2 separate regions of the Triticum aestivum genome follow, and region 1 is linked to region 2. The links are chromatin contacts, called in public Hi-C maps. All regions are on one chromosome and are shown on one strand. Each heading gives the region's core, a stretch centred on a gene start, on an enhancer-like site or on the middle of the called end of the contact. The rest is flanking DNA. Distances are from core to core; before and after follow the strand shown. Region 1 holds the start of LOC123168256 (heat shock factor-binding protein). Region 2 holds the start of LOC123170426 (UDP-glycosyltransferase 90A1).

Region 1 (3,983 bases), core at 1,166-3,665, 610 kb after region 2:
CTCTTGTTCATAAGAAGAGCATGCATATGTCATCCTCCTATGTGTATGAATCATTTTGCTTTCATCTCTATTCATAGGCTTTTCAGCCTTGGATGCCTTGAAGGTCCAAATGCGGGCAAGCCATTCACGTTGAGTCATTGTTGAAGGAAGATCAAGGATTGCCCAAGTTCAAGGAACGATATGCCACCCAAAAAATAGGTGGGGGCCTTCATCGGCGGCCGACCCAAGTGTCACTAAGAAGAGGCTAAGGGGGGAAACCAATTCCAAGGTGGACGAAAAACATGATGCTTTGCAATCGCCTGGCAAGAAACTTTGAAGGGGTTCATGACCCAGAAAGAAGAGTGGGAAGAGAGAAAGCGCCAAGAGAAATAGGAGCAAATGAAGGCCTACTTTGACATATAAAAGAAGAAGCTCAGAGATCGATGAGACCAATGTCCGCACAAGAGCCAAGGTGACGGTGTCCTAGACCAGGGGGTACTTACCATGTCGACTCTGGCTAGGTGGGCCGGGCCGAGGACCCCCTTTGTTGGTTCCGTCCTGGGCCATTCGGGCAGCCCATGATGCATACAAAAAAGATCCACAAGACTTGGCATACAAGACAAGAACTCCTCTCCGCTGACGTAGACGAGTAGACTCCTGTTATCCTAGGCCTCCGGCACATTACATAAACTGAAGCTAGGCTAGTCCATGGATCATTAGAATCTTACACCACAATCTCGTGGTAGACACATGTACTCTGTACTATACCCCAATACAATCAACACAAGCATGATGTATGATATTATCTCTTCGAGGGAGCCCAAACCTGGATAAAATCTCCATGTCTTTGATATCCTCGTTCCAAGACATCTAGCTTAGGATCCCTACCTTGAGATCGGCCGGATTTGGCTCCGTCAGTGGTGGCCCATACAGGTCATGCTAGTTGATCACATCGCGGATCGATGGGCGTCTTCATCAACATCAACTTCGATCTCAACCGAGATCATGGGAAACTTCGTCCATGAAGCTCGGGGTTTCAACGTCAACTTTGCCCTCGCGTGATTGTGCATAATTTTCTGGACAGCGGATTCATCCCAATGGTCTAGTATGCCGATTATGGTTCAATCTGATTCTATGGTAGCTTTGTCTCTTTGTCAGACACTCCGCTCGTCAAATCACAATTTGGTAGTTTAGTTAATGATACTACGAACTTTTTAGCTGTTAGGGAGTTTAAACCTATGAAGCTAGGAAGAGATCAAAATAGAGGGCTCTTATCGGATGCCCGCATGCATCCAATAGGTGAGCTTTCACTTAAGCATCGCCCAAAACGGGCCGGCCCATTCCCACACGTCAGATGGAAAATGACAGAAAAAATAAAACTACAGGCAACGGAGCCGAACTCATGATCTCACGCTAGATAGCAGCGTTGCTAGCCATCGAGTATGGCCAAATTGCAACGCTACATTTAAAATACTATGTACAATGGTAGACCCGTTTTTAAAAACAAGAAAAATCAACATTTCTTTGAAAAAAATGTGAAATTTTTTCTTTAAAAAGTTAGAATAATGTTTTAAAATCGTGAACAAACTTTTAAAACATGAATAATTATTGAAAACATGAACAAAAATTCTAAAATGCCAAATGATGAACACTTTCAAAAATATGCACTGAAGATTTTTGTAAGATACATTAATTTTTTTTACATAAACACGAAACATTTTTGCAATATACGTTGAACAAATATTTAATGCACATTTAAAAAATTTGGGACATACACTGAACAAATATTTAAATACACATTGAACATTTATGTGATACATGCGGAACAATTTTTAACATTTTTGAAATATGTTGAACATTTTCTTAATATAGGATGAACATTTCCTTAAATAAACATTTTTGTTGATAAAACAGGAATGAAACTTGTATAATGCACAAAAAGAAAACAAAAAAGAAAAATAGAAAAGAAAGAGAAACATAAACAGAAAAAAGGAAAAGAAGAAAGAAATAGAAACATAAACAAAAAAGAGAAGAAACAACAGGGTGACCTTGGGCCAGCCCAAACTGAGGCGTCGGGAGGCCGAGCTTCAGCAAAGTCACGTTGTTCTGACGCTCGCCAGCGTCAAATAGGAATATCCATCAAAATAGGGTGACTAATTATGCTCGCACAGACTGTAGTACACTGTCTGACTAATTATGTTCACAGAGACCGCAACACCATTATTGGTTGCAACGTGGGCCGATCTTGTATTGGCCGATTGTAACCCCTTTGTTGGTTGCAACATGGGCTGGTCTTCATCTCCGATCTTTTGTATTGGCCGATTGTAACCCGTTTGAATACCTCGCAGGTGGGCCGTGGGCTGAAGCCAGAGCTAAGCCCGAAACGACCTAATTAAGCCTCACCCAACCTTTGCAGGCCGGCCGCGAGCCGAAGCCTTCTCGATCAACCGAGCAGGTCCACTACCTCGCTCTTCGCCGCAATCCCCACATTCATTCATTCTTACCGAGAATCCCCAAATCCCCAACCCCGACTGACGACGAGTGGATCTGTTCCGGCGCTTCCTGCCGCCGTCGACCATGGCGTCTTCCAACTCCGGCGGCATCCCCATCAAGGTCAGCGACTCCCCCTTCTTCCCCTCTCACCCACGACCCTCGAGCCCACGAGCGCCGTTTGAGGATTTAGCGGCGAGCCGGGTCGGGTTCCTGTGGATCGCCCGAAGAAGAGACTGGTGTCTGTCATCTCCACCGGTTCTTCCGGGAATTTCCCTGCTTCGAACTGCATGATTTCTCTAGCGCTTGCAATTTTGCTGGCCTTAGCTTCCGCTTCCTTGGGTATAGGCGTATAGCCTCCGTTTGGGAAAAATAGGTAACTTTGGGTCAACAGGTGAAACGGCCCGCCGTAGTTATCTCGTTGAATAAGGTTCAAATTTGCACGGCGACATGCAGGACAGTTATAATCCCTAGATCGAACGCCTCTAAATTTTGATGCATGCGGCAGTATTCCTCTGGTCCATTTCATGGCTATAGGCTCAAACAGGGTTTTAGCGAGTTTGCTCATTCAATATGTGCTTTGTCAATTGCAGGCGGAACAGGATTCGGATGGCTCGGCCCAGAGCACAGCTGATATGACTGCTTTTGTATGTATTTTATCTTCCTTTTGAGTTTATATAGATTGTAAATTTGAGGCGTAATTCTCGCTCATCTTTTGCCTTTGCCTACTGCTTGCAGGTGCAAAATCTTCTAGTTCAGATGGTAAGGCTTTCTTTTGTTTGCAGTGCACTGCGCGTGTGAGTCCACCTACTTTTCTCTTACTGAATCTGATTTCCTTGCAGCAAACCAGGTTCCAAACTATGTCAGAGAACATCATTACAAAGAATATCCTTATAAATCAGTTCATTTTTGCATTTTATTTTATTTTTACTTCATTCGGTTTTCTGGTCACAGTTCTTTTAGATAACGCATTTTCAATCACAGGTGAACATTTGACAAATATACTCATGTGCTACTAGATCGTTGATTTGTCCATTTGTAAGGGAAAATTATAGTGCAAATGCATGACCCAGATTCCCGTAGTAACTGAGGATCTTTAAAATTTGTGAATTTAATTAGGAGGGTAGCTCATGTGCAAACTTTCAAACCCTTGCAGACTGCAATCTTCTTTCGTTATTGTTCCTTAACTTCTTAAAAGTATGGAACAAGCACTCATATCGTTTGCTAACTTGTTAGAGCTGATGTATGAGACCATTTCTATAAGAGTGGCACTAGTTTTGAATAATGCGACCTTTATTATCAGCATTCAGACCATACCTCCCTTTGAAATGTTCACTTGTCGAGCACTTACTGGATATTATTGTCTACATATGCCTCCCTGCTTTTTTGTATAATCCTTAACCAGTACTTACTAGATGAAATGGGTGCAAGAATCGATGAATTGGAGCTGAGCATCAATGACCTCAAGGCTGAAATGGGCAGCGATGGTATGACCCCTACTAAAGTGAAGGACG
Region 2 (3,591 bases), core at 540-3,039:
GAGGGCTGGCGCTCAACGCCACCTGTGCCGATGGAAGATGGGAGTGTTCCGAAATGGTCGTAGATAATGGAAACTTCCGTGCCATCGATGCCCTCTTGATAATAGACGCCCTCTCGGAAGATGGTGCAAATGTGAGGGTCCTCAGCCAAACCACGATTGCATTCATTGTCTCAGATCTCCGGCTGAGGAGTTGAGGAGCTCACCGTGGCAACCACTGCTTCCAGCCCTGTTCGGACGCTTTAAAAAGCTAATCAGGCAGTTATATACCTTGCTCCGAGGAAATATAAGTTAGTTGTTGAAACTTAGTGCCTGTACGTGTTTGTGGCAAGAAAAACCATTAAACATCGACTCCTCGGGGAAATCCACCACTTCACCTTTGAACACGGTTGCAAGTGATTAGCGATTGTGGAATCCTCCTCTTATCGCGTGGGTAGAGTCATTTTCACCATTGAACTACCACATAGGGTGGATGCGCTATTGAAGTGGCTGGATTCCTCAGGCAAGAGCCACTGCCATCACATTGATGAGGGTTAGCCCATGACGATGAAGGCATGTCACCTGAGTAGCCATCCTGGCCATGGTGAAAGTACCTTCTCAGGACTGGGTCCTCAAACCTAGTCATACCATTTCCTGGGAGAGGTGAGCGAAAAGGGAGCAAGTCCCTGCCGTGGAGGATCCTCAAACAACACATCAAGAATATAAACCACTCCCCCTGCCAAGTCTAACTATCCTCATTTGAGGTACCGACAAGATAGCCGGACCACGCGACTCTACAAACCTCGGCTCCACCACACTCAAATAATGTTCCATCTCGGACGCGAGGAACTAGGCAAAAGTGCATGCTTGCAATAAAGGCGATTATCGCTGCATGCATGTAATGGGGGGCTCTTAGGCTGGCCATAGTGGGGGTAACATAAGTAGTAACATGCACTTGGGACTCACAAACATGCTTATGTGGCAGTCAATTAAAGAAGAGAGAGATGATTATAGTAACATAGGTAGATACCGTAACATAATTAATGTTATGCTACTATGTGTCATGCATGGCAATAGATGAGACCACCTATGATACTAATCTATGTTATTATGCACTATGGATGTAGTAGTGATCTAAACGCTCTTATATTAGTTTACGGAGGGAGTACATGATACTAGTATATGATACTCCCCAGTATGACCAGCCTTATAAAAATGCACACCGTCCGGTCATTAGTTCTTGCACGAACTTGATTAGGTACAGTGACTACATGATTATCCATATGATGATTTTCTAACAACTAAACTGTTGTAGTGGGGGTGCTCTTATAACCTGCACGCCGTCCAGTGATTAGTTCTAACATCAACTTGGTTAGGTAAAGTTGCCAAACATGATTATCCTTGGGTGATTGTCTAACACCTTGATTAGGTGCAGCAAACTTATTTGCTCCACCGGATAAATGTGTGACCGAGCGTTCAGGCAAACATTTGCATGCCGTGACCTGTGCCTAAAAATGGTACAAGAAGCAACCAGTTCCAGATTGTGACCTATCGTGGTGCTGGCTTGGGGGACATCTGCTTCGCCTACTCGAGGAATCCAGGACCCAAGTTGGTGCATTACGCGACGAATACTGCCTGGTGAAAAACAGACGCAGCGTTCTTATACATTGTTCAATAAATGCTGAATGATCCACATGCAAACGAGTGACGCCGATAAGCATACCACCGGATGCCGTGCGCCAAAGGAGCTTTTCGCCTATGAGGGACCGTTCTTCAATTGGAGTGGTGGTGGCTGATATCAAGTCTTTGTCTGAAGGTTTCTCTTCAGTGTCCTTCAAACATGTTCGTCGGCATTTAAATGTTCCTGCTCATGTGCTAGCTAAATCTTGTATGAACTCTTCTAGTCTTTGTGTGTTCCATTCTGTTCCGGATTGCATCCGGCAAACTCTGTGTAATGTTGTTCATTGATCTATAAAGCCGGCGTTCTCTCTCTCAAAAAAAGGAGCTTTTCGCCAACAGCTGCACTACCCATACAAGAGACAGACACGCGCACACACACAGCTACACACCAATAACTTCACTATCCATGGCTGCTTCACCGCCGCTCCGTCACGTGGCCATGCTCCCCTTCATGGCGAAAGGCCACGCCATGCCGCTCCTCCACCTCGCGCATCTCCTTCTTGGCCGCCGCCTCGCCTCGGCCGTCACCTTCTTCACCACCCCGCGCAACGCGCCCTTCATCCGCGCTGGCCTCGCTGGTGCCGGCGCCGGCGCCGCGGTCGTCGAGCTTCCGTTCCCCTCCGAGCAGGACGCCCCGCAGAGCACGGACGAGCTCCCATCGTCGACCAGTCTTGTCGACTTCGTCACCGCGGTGGCGGCGCTCCAGCCGGCGTTCGCGGACGCGCTCGCCAAGATCGAGCCCAGGCCGGACCTGCTCGTCCACGACGGATTCCTCCGGTGGGCCAAGGACATCGCCGACGAGCTCGGCATGCCGCGGCTTGTCACCCTCGGCTTCGGCGGCTTCGCCACGTACGTCAACCGGGCAGTCACGGCACACAGGCCGAACGCACGCGTGAGCTCGCCGTCCGAGCCGTTCCCGGTCCACGGTGTGCCGGACCTCCGCCTCACGAAGGCCGACCTCAACCCGCCGTTCGACGACCCGGAGCCTTCCGGCCCGCACTGGGACTTAATTTGCAAGAACCGCATCAGCATGTACTCCAGCCGGGGCATCATCGTCAATTCCTTCCACGAGCTGGAGTCGATCTACATCGACCTGTGGAACCGGGAGTTCGACATCAAGATGTGGCCGATCGGACCGCTCTGTCTCGCGGCCTCCGAACCGGCGGTCCAGACCAAGGACGACCGTGAGATCTCAGAGTGGCTCGACTCGAGGCTCGCCATGGACCGGCCGGTCCTCTATGTCGCGTTCGGCTCGCAGGCCGAGCTGAGCCGGGCACAGCTGGAAGAGATCGCCGTCGGGTTGGACAACTCCGGTGTGGACTTCCTATGGGTGGTCCGGTCCAAATGGCTCAATCCAGATGACCGGTTCAATGACAGGTTCGGAGACAGGGGCAAGGTTGTCGAAGGTTTCATCAACCAGCTCGGAGTGCTGGGTCACAAATCAGTGAAAGGATTTTTCACCCACTGCGGATGGAACTCTGTGCTGGAGAGCATCACCATGGGCGTGCCAATACTGGCGTTCCCAATGGCGGCCGAGCAGAAGCTCAATGCCAAATTCGTCGTGGACGTGATCCATGTGGGGCTCCGAGTTCGGCCGAAGGAAGACGCCAACAAGGCAGGTAGCGGGTTGGTTATGAGTGGAGACGTGCAGGTGTTGGCAAGGGAACTGATCTTGGGAGAGGAAGGGAAACGCGCCGCTGCTAGAGCTGGTGAGCTCTCCGTGTCTTCTAGAAAGACCATGGACATAGGTGGGTCCTCGTTTGAAAACTTGGCGCAGATGGTTCAGGAGGTCAGTGAGACCCATGCCAATAATGGTGAGTAAATATAATCGTTGCTATGTGGTTGATGCGGGCTAGTCGTCCAGGCTTAGTATGAAACTCATAATTGATGTCGATGTTTGTTTGGAGCTTTGTACTGGTGGACCGTGCACCGTCC

The links. A called contact is a pair of places that touch in the nucleus more often than the background predicts.
Region 1: a contact with region 2 is called in a Hi-C map of leaf, with 5 times the contacts expected there. The contact joins the promoter of LOC123168256 here to the promoter of LOC123170426 in region 2. A contact is called at or near these places in 2 of 5 Hi-C or Micro-C datasets (both in leaf).

Annotation. Positions count from the first base shown.
Region 1 is chr7D:172,925,524-172,929,506 of IWGSC CS RefSeq v2.1, forward strand. LOC123168256 (heat shock factor-binding protein) reads left to right here and starts at 2,416. Exons shown (of 5, transcript XM_044586130.1): 1 at 2,416-2,592; 2 at 3,063-3,116; 3 at 3,208-3,231; 4 at 3,312-3,354; 5 at 3,882-3,983. The coding sequence starts at 2,557.
Region 2 is chr7D:172,311,596-172,315,186 of IWGSC CS RefSeq v2.1, forward strand. LOC123170426 (UDP-glycosyltransferase 90A1) reads left to right here and starts at 1,790. Exons shown (of 1, transcript XM_044588291.1): 1 at 1,790-3,562. The coding sequence starts at 2,063. The coding sequence ends at 3,478.